Regions from separate parts of the Mus musculus genome. Here all the other regions are linked to region 2. The links are chromatin contacts, called in public HiChIP or PLAC-seq maps. All regions are on one chromosome and are shown on one strand. Each heading gives the region's core, a stretch centred on a gene start, on an enhancer-like site or on the middle of the called end of the contact. The rest is flanking DNA. Distances are from core to core; before and after follow the strand shown.

Region 1 (4,275 bases), core at 1,148-3,647, 54 kb before region 2:
CCCAGATGGCTGGGCGAGGCCACACCAGCTTTCCCCACAAGGAAAATTCCAAATTCTGGAGCCTACAGCGCCCAGTTTCTGATTGTTCCTCAACAAGACTTGAAGCTTGGAAAACACTGAGCAACTTTCACTGAGCAACAAGTTTCAGCCTAGACTGTCACAGGCAGAATTTATGGGAGTCATACAGTTGTAGGTTTGAATTCTGGCTCTGTCACTTTCTATTTATGTGACTTGGACCTGAGTTTCATTCTACTCATCTGAAAGATGGGAGAATACTACTCCCCAGCACTTGGCTTTTTTTTTTTTTAATTTTCTTTCTTTTTTTTTTTTCGATACAGGGTTTCTCTGTGTAGCCCTGGCTATTCTGGCACTCACTCTGTAGACCAGGCTGGCCTCGAACTCAGAAATCTGCCTGCCTCTGCCTCCCAAGTGCTGGGATTAAAGGCGTGCACCACCACTGCCCTGTAGCACTTGGCTCTTAAAGAAAGGCAGACATTAGGCTGGTGAGATGGCTCAGTGGTTAAGAGTACTGACTGTTCTTCCAGAGGTCCTGCATTCAATTCCCAGCAACCACACAGTGGCTCATAACCATCTGTAATGGGATCCAATACCCTCTTCTGGTGTGTGTCTGAAGACAATTACAATGTACTCGTATACATAAAATAAATAAATACAAAAATAAATAAATTAGCAATGAAAATAATTTTTTAAAAAAGAGACGCAGATATTATTATCTCTAATCTTCCTAAGTAATGAAAGGATTACTTAACTTCATTTTATGAACAAGAAAACCAAGGGTCAGGGACGTGAGGTACTTGGCAGGGCCCAGTGAGTAAATAATCTGTTCCAGGAAGGCATGCTTTTGTATTTTCACATGCTCACAAAAGTTCCTGTTGCATAGTATGACTTTCACAAATACAAATCAATGCATTTTATATCACTGGCTTAAAAGACTGCTCGGTTTCCTTTTGCCCTGTGGTATGTCTGGGCTAAGGACATTAGAGGAGACTGGAGGAAGAATGGGTGGTGCTGAGACCAAAAGCCTGGTGTTCTTTACTCTTTACAGAGATGTTCCTCAGGTAGAAAAGCAAAATGTCTTCAGGTGAGGAACAGCAAACTTACTAACCTTAATTTTAATGCCTTTTCTCCTGTCCAGTTCCATTACTTTACATTATTATTACTATTATTACTATTGAGTTTTTGAGATGGGGAGTAGCCCTATCCTGGCTATCCTGGAAGTAGTTCTGTAGACCAGGATGACATTGAACTCAGAGATTCATCTACCTCTGCCTCCTGAGTACTGGAATTAAAGATGTATGCCACCATGCCTGCCCTTTTTTTTTTTTTTTTTGGAGACAAGAACTCACTGTACAACCTGCCTCTGCCTCCCAAGTGCTGGGATTAATGGCATGTGCCACCTACTGCCCGGCCATTAGTAATAATAATATTACTACTAGTACTACTACTACTACTACTTTGTGAGGCAGGATCTTGCTATGTAGCTCAGGCTGGTCTCAAACTCAAAATCCCCCCCTTTTTAGCCTCTATGTACTGCATATACATGGAATAAACAAAAATGTAAACATCCAGGCCTTTTGGTTTTTTTGTAGCAGTAGTTGCTACAAAAATGGATACACACATATTATACAAAGTGTTTATATAGTTACAATGTATACCAAACAGTCGAAAGCATTCTTTAAAATGCTGATGGCCAATGATACTGGGGAGAATAATGCATTTTTACTCTACGTGGGACTGAAGCTTCTAAAACTCCACATTCTCTAGGGAGTGAGGAGTTTCCTTCTTTCATTTAAAAACAAAAACCTCAGAGGTGTAAGTCTGGTAAATCTTCAATTCACTCAGCAGTAGACACGCGGAATGGGAGGGGGAGGGGGAGGAAGGGGGCGGAGGTTCCTCGAAATCACCGCCTTCCGTGGTTCTCACTGAAAGGACCTGAGAGAAGCAGCAAAGGACATTGGGGAGGAGACAACCGGCTTGGGATCTAGGGTGTGTGCGTGCGCGTGCGCGAGCGTGTGCGAGCGCGCATGGGCGCGTACTAGTTTAGGCTCACTACTTATGGACACTAGCTCCTCTTCCGGTTTGTCTAGAGACTGCGCATGCGCATCACTGGCCTTTAAACGTGCATCGCCGGTCCATCCGGTAAAAGGATCCGGCCATCGATTTACAATTTTGTTCTTCCGCCAATGAAATGAACTATTTTCTCTTAGCCTGAGAAATGTTTTTAACTAACCACCTCCAAATAAGGGACATATACAACCCGATTTCTTTCGGTCATCACATGATGAAGGCTTCCTAGGTTTTTTTCTGACTCAAAGTAAACGGAACTCGGAGAGACACCTTGCGGAGGGATCTGGTTTGTTGTGGTGAGGTACAGAGGTGGGGGGGAGGAGACGCTGACAAACCAAGATGGCGGTGGCAGCGGTGAAACCTGCCGCGACTGGGACTTAACTGTAGTAGTGAAGGCTTCAGTAGTTGGGAGGCAGCGGTAAGGTGTGGAAGAAACGGAACAGGACTAAGAACCTGTAAAAGGAACCTCAGCCTGAGACTTTTAGAGCACGGCACCCGCCCCCCTAAGCCCTTGACGGGCGGTGGCCGTCCTGCTTAGGGCCTAGACTCCGAGAAGTACCTCGGTTTCAGACAGCGGCGGCGCCATGCGTCCTTAAGGGCGACCTGAGCCCTCCCGATCTCTGGCCCAGCCCTCGGGCCCACCATGGAGCTGGGGTCCGACGATTTCCTACCGCCGCCGGAGTGTCCGGTGTTCGAGCCTAGCTGGGCCGAGTTCCGAGACCCTCTTGGCTACATCGCGAAAATCAGACCCATCGCCGAGAAGTCCGGCATTTGCAAGATCCGCCCACCCGCGGTAAGGCTGGGAGCTGATGGTCGCCAGCGGCGAGTTTGTGGGTGGATCCGGGTAGCCAGTGGTGAAGTCCCGGGCGGAGGGCAGCAGGTGTGGGAAGAATATGGGATGGCTGGTATTTTGTGGATGCCTCACGAAGCGGAAAAAGGGTGCTGGGGTCAGGGCTCCTCGTTTTGTGGCATACAAGTGACCTGGGGTCTGAGACCCACTCCCACTCTGCTCTTGAGAATTTCCCTTGATTCAATACACAGATGCTTAATGGGCTGGGGAGAGTTCGCAGGGAGGCACAGAGACTCCCATCTTTTACTTTGTATCACCCTGGTCGAGGCAGTTACAAAGTAACGACTACTGTCATTATTCCCTTTAAGGCAAGCTGTGTGGTGTAGTGGAAAGATCACGTCTCAAAAGGGAGTCAGACGTGAGTTTAAAACTACTTAGAAGGTTAGCAGCTGTATGACCTTGGGCATGTAAAGTAATCCCTGAGCCTGTGAATTGTGTGCTGGGAATAATTAGATTAAACCAGGTAACATAGTGCACTCTGGTAAGTGGTAATTACTGTGACTGTGAAGGTGCTTGATGTGGTCATTGGTTTGCTTCTGTGTGTGTTGACTCATGTTTACTCACGCTGTCAGGCCAATTCATCTCTGATAATATCCTAGCCTGGTGGCCAGTCAGGAAATCATTCTCACAGGGAGTGCTCTTTCTGGCTCCTGCGTTTTCTAGTTGAAGGTAATGTCAGAACCTTCTTGCACATGGTCCCCACAGCCTTCCTATGGAGAAGTTTAGACCAGTTAGCTTGGTATGGCCTTCTCAGAAGATCTGGATTCTACCTCAGGCTCAGAATGTAGATGATCCTATAAGATAAGGTTTTCTTGGGTCCCCAGGAACAATAGTGGAGATATGGAAATCTTCCTTTGCTTCCCAAATGTTCAGCAAAAAGGACCATATTGTTGCTTCTAGTCCTGACTAGCCCAGGGGAAGTTTTCCAAAGGCTAGGACAGGCTGCTGCCTTGCTGACACACTGGAGGAAACAATGGTGAACAGTGTTTAGTAACCACTTGAGATTCCTGGGCTGGTTTGAATTTATCCGCAACAATGTATCTTCGAGGAGGTGCTTCTGGATGTGGAAGCCTTATTCCCACTTGACAAGAGCATCTTAGGTCTTCTTATCCAATTCAGTGCTTTTGTTGCCCTTTCATAGGCTGGTTTTAGATGGATCCTCCGGGCCCTAGAGTCTAGAGTCCTTGTTGGTCACAGGTGTCTGAAGATGGGTTTCTGTTGTGAGGGAGTCACAGCTATTAGTGACAAGCCAGGAAGGCTAGCAGAAGGGAAAGGTTGGACTCCTGGATGGCCTTATGGAAATATTCCTTGACGTGGTCAGGAGACGCCTAATATGG
Region 2 (4,278 bases), core at 1,029-3,528:
TCCTAAGTTCCACTATGGTCTGTGGGTTTTATCATGGGCATGGTGACCTTTTGGGTTAGTATCTATTACCAGTGAGTGCATACCATGTGTGTTCTTTTTTTTTTTTTTTCCTTTTTTTTTTTTAAAGATTTATTTATTTATTTATTGTAAGTACACTGTAGCTGTCCTCAGACACTCCAGAAGAGGGAGTCAGATCTCGTTACGGATGGTTGTGAGCCACCATGTGGTTGCTGGGATTTGAACTCCTGACCTTCGGAAGAGCAGTCGGGTGCTCTTACCCACTGAGCCATCTCACCAGCCCCCATGTGTGTTCTTTTGTGACTGGGTTACCTCACACAGGATGATATTTTCTAATTCCATCCATTTGCCTAAGAATTTCATGAAGTCATTGTTGTTGTTTTTTTTAAAGATTTATTTATTTATTTTATATATGTGAGTACACACACCAGAAGAGGACATCAGATCACATTAGAGATAACTTTGAGTTTTTCAAGACAGGGTTTCTCTGTATAGCCCTGGCTGTCCTGAAACTCACTCTGTAGACCAGGCTGGCCTCGAATAGGGAGCTGCACTATTAGGAAGCTTGGCCTTGTTGGAGGAAGTGTGTCACTGTGGGCTTTGAGGTCTTATATATGCTCAAGCTATAAACAGTCTACTGGTACCTGTGGATCAAGATGTAAAATTCTCAGCCACTTCTCTAGAACTATGTCTGCCTGTGTGTCACTACACTTTTTGCCACCATAATAGACTAAACCTCTGAACTGTAAGCCAACCCCAAATGAAATGTTTCCTTTGTAAGCGTTGCTGTAGTCATGTCTCTTCACAGCAACAAAACCCTAACTAAGACACCTGTAATCCTGGAATTTAGGAGGCTAAATTATAAGAACCATAACTTTGAGGCCAGCCTGAAATGCATAGCAAGAACCTCACTCAAAAAATTTAAAACAAGGGGCTGGAGAGATGGCTCAGCAGTTAAGAGCACTGACTGCTCTTCCAGAGGTCCTGAGTTCAATTCCCAGCAACCACATGGTGGCTCACAACCATCTTTTATGGGATCCAATGCCCTTTTCTGGTGTGTCTGAAGACAGCTACAGTATACTCACATACATAAAACAAATAACTAAATCTTTAAAAAAATGAAAACAAGCCAGGCATGGTGGGCGCACACCTTTAATCCCAGCACTCGGGAGGCAGAGGCAGGCAGATTTCTGAGTTCGAGGCCAGCCTGGTCTACAAAGTGAGTTCCAGAACAGCCAGAGCTATACACAGAAACCCTGTCTCAAAACAAAACAAAACAAACAACCCCCCCCCCAAAAAAAAAGAAAAAAAGAAAAAGAAAACAAATAAATAACTAAATAAATAAAGCAGCATTGGGCTCATAACAAATTGAGTGTAAACTTTACAAAGTACAGAGTTTTTATATATTTCCTGTTGCCACAGAGGTATAATCTTTTCCACTATCTACATCTTACAATAGTACAGTGCTACATTTTCTTAAAACCCATTTATCTATAGTGATCTATAAACCAAGTCCATAATTTGCATTAAGAGTTTGCTCTTACTAGGCGATGGTGATGCACACCTTTAATCTCAGCACTCAGGAGGCAGAGGCAGCAGATCTTTAAGTTGGAGGCTAGCCTGGTCTACAGAGTGAGTTCTGCTACACACACTCCAGTGAAGTTTGCTTGGCAGGCCGAGAGGCCTGGAAGCACTCATGAGGCAAAGTTTCACAGAAACTCACCTCCTGGAGCTTTGGCGTTCTCATTAACCCATATACTCATACCATATCCCTGAGTTAGTCTGGTGTATGCAACCACGTGCTCTCTTTTAGTATTATTTTATTATAAGTTTATTATTATTTATTTTAAGATTGAATTCTGACATAGCTAAAGCCTCCCACTGTTCCAGAAGCCTATGAACTTGGAATCCTGTAGGAATGCAGTAAGGAAGTTACCTATTCAGTAACAAATTAAGCATTACAAAAGATGGAGCCAGCAGCTCAGGGCTGGTCTGCAGAGTGTTTACTAAAGGACAGTAGCCAATCTCAACCCAAACAAGGGAATACCATGAAAGAGCAGGGAATCCCACTGAGATAGAAATCTTCAGTACAGGCTACATTGCATATTAGAAGCAAGTTGGTGAATTCTTCTGACAAATGAAGATTCTCCACAGATACTTCAAAGTTACAAGAAATTATTAGGGCCCAGGAAATAGGGGGGTTGTGGTATTGCAGTATTCATGAGAAGGTCTGCTAAAGTAGAATCCCTGGTGGTGGGCTTAACAATAGACTGACTGGCTTTACACCTGGCTCCCTTCTTAGTGGCAGCAGCCTGGTCCCTGCCTTCTTTTGATGTATACATTCCTTTTGTATTGTGTCACTGTAACTTGGTGGATTGTATCTCGCCTGGTTTCTTGTTATTCTTCTGTATAAAAAGTTTGATGCGCCGGGCCTGGTGGCGCATGCCTTTAATCCCAGCACTTGGGAGGCAGAGGCAGGCGGATTTCTGAGTTCGAGGCCAGCCTGGACTACAGAGTGAGTTCCAGGACAGCCAGGGCTGCACAGAGAAACCCTGTCTCGAAAAACCAAAAAAAAAAAAAAAAAAAAAAAAAAAAAAGTTTGATGCTCGACTTGATAAATTACATTCAGATTCTACACAATCTCACTTGTTGATCTGTCTGTCATTCACCAACTCCTTGCCCATCTGCACCCAGAGACTCGTTCCACGCAAAGGAACCCAGAGGGTCTGCGGCAGAGTTCCAGGACAATTAGAGCTACACAGAGATCCCTTGTTTCGACTTCCCCCAAAACTTTGTCCTTGATGTTGTTCACTCAGTGAATGAGTTTTGTCAAACTTACATTAATCACCATTATAGTACCATACAGTGTGATTCTCTTGCCCTAAGATCCTGTGTTCCAACAACTCATTCATTCCCCCTAATCCTTGGCCAATCCTTTTACCTGACTACCTTTTTAGTGTCTTCATAATTCTTTTCCAGAACATAGCTATTTAGAATTCGGTACATAAAAATAGAAAAAAATTAAAAACTAAAATAGAACTTAGTATGTAGTTTCTTAAGGTCAGTATCACTTAGCAATATGCATTTAAAGCTCCATGTCTCTTTATGACTGGATATCTTGTTTCTTTTTTGTCAACAACTCCCTTGCCTGAATATACCATCTGTACTGGCTGGTTTTCTATGTCAACTTGACACAAGCTGGAGTTATCACAGAGAAAGGAGCCTCCCTTGAGGAAATGCCTCCATGAGATCCAGCTATGGGGCATTTTCTTAATTAGTGATCAAGGGGGAAAGGCCCCTTGTGGGTGGGACCATCTCTGGGTGGTAGTCTTGGTTCTATAAGAGAGCAGGCTGAGCAAGCCAGGGGAAGCAAGCCAGTAAAGAACATCCCTCCATGGCCTCTGCATCACCTCCTTCTTGAGCTCCAGTCCTGACTTCTTTTGGTGATGAGCAGCAAAGTGGCAGTGTAAGCTGAATATGCTTCTTGGTCATGATGTTTGTGCAGGAATAAAACCCTAAGACACCATATTTTATTTAAACATTTATTTACTTATGTTATGTATATAAGTACACTGTAGCTGTCTTCAGACACACCAGAAGAGGGCATCAGATCCCATTACAGATGGTTATGAGCCACCATGTGGTTGCTGGGATTTGAACTGAGGAACTACTGAGCCATCTCTCTAGCTCATACCATACTTTATGCACTTATCTACTACAGAATGCTTTCATTGCTTCAAAGTATGGTTACTTTTATGTTGTTGTTGCTGCTACATAGTAGCTGAAGGTGATTTAGAACTTGGTACATATCCCAGGTTGGCCTTAAATTTGCATTTTTTTCTCTATCTTCTGAGTGTTAGGATTAAGGGTATATGCTATTGAAAAAGTATAACGTAAAAGCAAAATTCTAGGCCTTTAGGCCTAGGCTTGAGAATGTGACCTCTGTGACTCAATGCTCCAAGGTATGCTAATCATAAAACAGATAGCAACATTCCTCCACCCACCTGCTTCTTGGGTTCAAGGAGTGTTCATTCAAAGAAAGTCACCCTGACCCACCCTGACCATTGCTGGAACCCGCTATGCAAATATGCTATTGTTAGGGGCTCTTAGAAACTGTCGAGAAATAACCCCCACAATTACCAGGTATTCCTCATGTCTCTTGTGACTTTGCACTTCCTTGCGACTCTTAACTGGTATTTTTGGTATTTTCCAACAACGCCCTCCCCACCTCCTTGAGTTGTGGTTTCTTCCTTTAAATAC
Region 3 (4,006 bases), core at 734-3,233, 40 kb after region 2:
TCATCATTTATGGAAAAGGAACTATATCCTATATATGGTTTCTGAGTCACCACTCAATCAATACACATGTAGCTGTCACATGTACAAGTCAGATACATGAAATAATGTGTAAAATTATTTCTTTTAGTGAAGTTATATCAAAGCATTTACGTATTGAAGTGCATACTGTTTTATTATACATTGTTCTTCAGCCCCAACACTCAGGAGGCAGAGTTTGAGGCCAGCCTGGTTTACAAAGTGAGTTCCAGAACAACCAGTGCTGTACGTAGAGAAACCCTGCCTTGAAAAACAAACAAAAAAATTTCTCTATTATATTACAATTAAAATGTCATTATAAGCTGTGGGAGGATTGTGTATGCAGAGTCTACTTTTTATGCTCTTCATTAAAAAATAGTGAAGGAGGCAAACTACACATTATTAAAATAGACTATTGGGTCTATAGTTGTCAGAATGACAAAGGTATAGCAAGAATATGGAAAAATTAGCATAGGAATGGGAAGAGAGTTGTGATACTTGACAGGGAGTTTCAAAATGTCTGATCTAGAAGAACTCCTAGATAAGGACAGAAAAGATGCTCAGGCCTACAAGGGGATATAATTAGAAGATCCTTGGACTATCTGTGGTGACCAACATTACATAATGGCTATTAAACTGTTTTGTAGCCCTGGTGGTGGTGCATGTCTTTAATCCCAGCACTCAGAAGGCAAAGGCAAGCTGTTCTCTGTGAGTTCAAGGCTATCCTGGGCTACAGAGTGATTTCTAAGACAGCTAGGGCTGTTACACAGCAAAACCCTTTCTTGAAAAAAAAACCAACAAAATAAAAATGTTTTGGTGGGGTTGGGGGGGGGCAAGACAGTGTTTTACATTGTAACCCAGGTTTACTTTGGACTCATTATGTAGCTGAGGCTGATCTTGAACTTGTGGCAATCCTCCTGAATGCTGTGAATGTAGTCATGCACCACCATCAAAGCTGGCTGAAAAGTAGCTTAATATAAATTTCTCCCCATCCTTGGTGTTTCTACCTGTTTAACAGAGAAGGCCAAGAAACAGAGACTCCTCAATGAGACTTACAAGTAGCTCAAGACCAGGCTCCAGTTTTGTGCCCTACCTTTGGGCCACTCTCATTGTTATATATATTGTACCTCCAACCACATTAGGGATAGGAAAGAGTTAGGTTCAGTGTGGAAAATGAGAGGACAGTAGCATTCAAAAAAAGGTCCAGTGGGGAGAGGGTCAGAGACAGACAAGGGTGAAAAAAAGTCAGAGACTAAGAGAATCAATATTCTTTCAATCACAATCATAATTATTTATTGAAAAAAATTTTAGGGACCAAGCATGCGCATTGGCTCAGGTAGAGACAGACCCCCATTTGGCAGATGATGAAACCAAGACCCAAATGAATAAAACGGATAGTTTAAAATTTCATAGCTGGTTTCAAGGGGTCAGGTAAGGATTAGGCCTCCTGAGTCTGGGATATCTTAGTACGTCTCAGAGAGAGAAAATGTTGGGTAGAGGCAGATATGGAGTCAAGACTAGAACACAAACAATCACGTGAGCAGCAGACCTGCACGAAATCTTTTCCCCAGAGACCGGGATTGGGAGGCTCCCAGAGGGTGGGCACGGGTGGTGGGTTCAAGAGGGTAATACTCACCTGGGTACCGTCTGGAGAGGATGCAGGGGCACTCGCCTTCTTTTTTTGCTACGCAAAGGATCCTCCACCACCCACGGACCTAGAGTCGAAAGGCCGCCCAGGTAAAAGCGCGCCAGGTCCCTCCCCACACGCGTTCTGGGCCGTTCTCTCCCCTCCCGCCGTTTTCTAACCCACCACCCCATCTTTACTGCTTCTCTTGGGATACCTCTAGTCTCCGTAGGGTCTAAGCTGCCGCAGGAGAATGGATACCTGGCCCACAGCAAGATCTCGCAGACACGCAGACGCTTCACGCAATGCTCCACCGAACCCTGGCAGGATAGCGATGCTCCACCACTTACCACGGGCTCCTCAGCTCCCATTGGAGGATTGCCCTCCTGCCTTCCCTGAGATTGGTTGGAATTGGAAGCACCTACGAAAACTCCACCCTCTCGAGGGTGTGATTGGCTTATGTGCCAGCCCTTCCGTTAACAACACTGGTCAGGAAAGGATTACTGCTCAGTCCTTTTGCAGGTCTAGAGGACTGGGCCTTCGGGGGTTGTTTGTTAAAACGCAGGAAACCCTAAACCAGGCTAAGCACAAATCACTGAATAGAATTATTACTTTCGTGATGTCTTCTTTCTTTCTGTAGCCACACTGCCTTTACACCGTTTTGCTTAGAGACACTGCGAATGTACTTCCAGTTTCCTATAGCTCCACACCCACTTGTAGGAGTTTCTGAGCTAGGTTTCTCGCTTTCCCTGTAAGCATTGTTCCTAATTCCATCCATGGAGAATAAGGTGATCCTACTTAGTAGCCCTGGCTGACTCGCCCTGTAAACCAGGCCTGCCTTTGCCTCCTGAGTGCTGGGACTAAAGGTGTGAGCCATTTATACCCGACAGATTTTATTTCATTTTTTAATTAGGTGTGGTCAGTCTTCACATAAAAGAAGCTATGGCCTAAAGAGGCAGACTCGATGAGGCATTGGTAGTACGATGGTGAGCACAGCTGCCTTCCAACGAGGCAAACTTAGTGGTCTGAAACTGTGCAACAATTATTTCGAATAAAATCCATCTCTCTTGTCTTCTAAAGGAAGGGAAGACAGGAAGGACCATTCTATTAACAAATCTTAAATTTGAGTAGCACAGATCCTCCAGGAGAGCCTGTGGGTGCAGCTTGGGGCAGAGAGGAATAACTTGGATGGGAATGAATTTACATCTTTGTTTCCCCTCTCTGTTTAGGAAATTTAGCATGTTTTCAATAAAGGACGTAATATTGGTGACTGTTACCAGTAGCAATCAGAGAGATTTGTCCATCACAGTATAAATTTGCAGCTCTTTCAAATATGTAATCTCTGAAATATATAATTAGTGCTTTAAAATCATGATAAGAGGGAGCCGGAGAGATAACTCCATGGTTACAAGTGCTTGCTGCTCTGGTAGAAGACTGGAGGTTAGTTGCCAGCATGAATGTCAGTTGCCTGTAACTCCTCCTCCAGGGTACCAGATATCTTCATCTGCTATGAAGACACCTTTGCATAGCACACATGAGTGCATGCACAGGAACAAATACACATATAAATAAAAGTAAAATAAATCTAAAATCACGATAATCATTGTAGTCTTTAAACCAAAGCATCCTATGATTTAATGGATTGATGAGCAATACATATATGACTCTAGCACATTTTTCTATTTTAATATTTCAATAGTTGGCTTTCTAAATTCTAGATGTGATTTTTCCAATTTTAAAGGATTTTTTTTTTTTTGTGAGAAGAGTTCTAGGTCACAAAAGAAATCAATGACACAGAAATTGAAATTGGCTCTTTAAGCTTTTCCCTTTCTTACTCTCTAGCCCTCCTTTTCCCTTTCCCTTCCCCCCTCTCTCCACGTGGCCATGGCCGGTTCCTCTCTCCTTCTACCTTCTCTCCTTTCTCCCTGTCTTTCTACAATAAAGTGCTAAAACAAAACAAAGTTAAACTTGATCTAGTAGCTCCAACAGGACAGAGACATATTTTCTTTTGTTTACTTGCTGTATTCCTATTAGTCTAGTATGAGGCACGTAGTTGGTACTCAATGAAATGTGTATTAACAAATACTTGCAAGAACAAATGCTGTTTTTGTTTTGTTTTTGGTTGGGGTCTTTGTTGTTGTTGTTGTTGTTTTGTCTTGTCACCTGAATCTAGTTTTGTCCCTGACAATCTGATTCTGTCTTCAAAAGTAAATGGCACTTTCATGACACCGGAAGATCTTGGGACCCTCACACCTAGTAGCAGGGCCCTTTCTTGCACAGGGCTGTAAAATGAAAAGTCCACCAAAACAAGTAGTTTCAATGTGAGAAGAAGCCCTGGGGAGCATGGGGCCCATCATTATTCATCCT

Evidence for each region. HiChIP or PLAC-seq counts read pairs in DNA pulled down with a chosen protein or histone mark.
Region 1: an H3K27ac HiChIP or PLAC-seq map of embryonic stem cells shows a contact between it and region 2, with 14 read pairs. The contact joins the promoter of Kdm5c here to the enhancer-like site in region 2. A contact is called at or near these places in 8 of 39 promoter capture datasets (the 3T3-L1 cell line, the C10 cell line, embryonic stem cells and 2 more), 5 of 484 Hi-C or Micro-C datasets (the AML12 cell line, embryonic stem cells, female germline stem cells and 2 more), 4 of 115 datasets of contacts at active chromatin or transcription factors (CD8 T cells, the SCID.adh cell line and embryonic stem cells) and 3 of 9 other capture datasets (adipose tissue, liver and pancreatic islet).
Region 3: a contact with region 2 is called in an H3K27ac HiChIP or PLAC-seq map of embryonic stem cells, with 9 read pairs. The contact joins the promoter of Kantr here to the enhancer-like site in region 2. A contact is called at or near these places in 3 of 484 Hi-C or Micro-C datasets (large pre-B cells, nephron progenitors and undifferentiated spermatogonia), 3 of 115 datasets of contacts at active chromatin or transcription factors (the 230-238 cell line and embryonic stem cells) and 3 of 9 other capture datasets (adipose tissue, liver and pancreatic islet).

The regions. Positions count from the first base shown.
Region 1 is chrX:152,230,830-152,235,104 of GRCm38.p6, forward strand. It overlaps Kdm5c (lysine (K)-specific demethylase 5C), which reads left to right and starts at 2,398. Exons shown (of 26, transcript NM_013668.4): 1 at 2,398-2,881. The coding sequence starts at 2,732.
Region 2 is chrX:152,285,218-152,289,495 of GRCm38.p6, forward strand. No RefSeq gene overlaps it. Among named protein-coding and RNA genes, the nearest start is that of Kantr, 40 kb to the right of the region's middle. Within about 2 kb of position 2,279, at least 4 of the 459 cell types and tissues checked have an H3K27ac peak or open chromatin away from gene starts, as enhancers often do. A contact at or near this core is called in embryonic stem cells, where this site is marked.
Region 3 is chrX:152,325,510-152,329,515 of GRCm38.p6, forward strand. Kantr (Kdm5c adjacent non-coding transcript) reads right to left here and starts at 1,984. Exons shown (of 3, transcript NR_040270.2): 1 at 1,901-1,984; 2 at 1,652-1,730.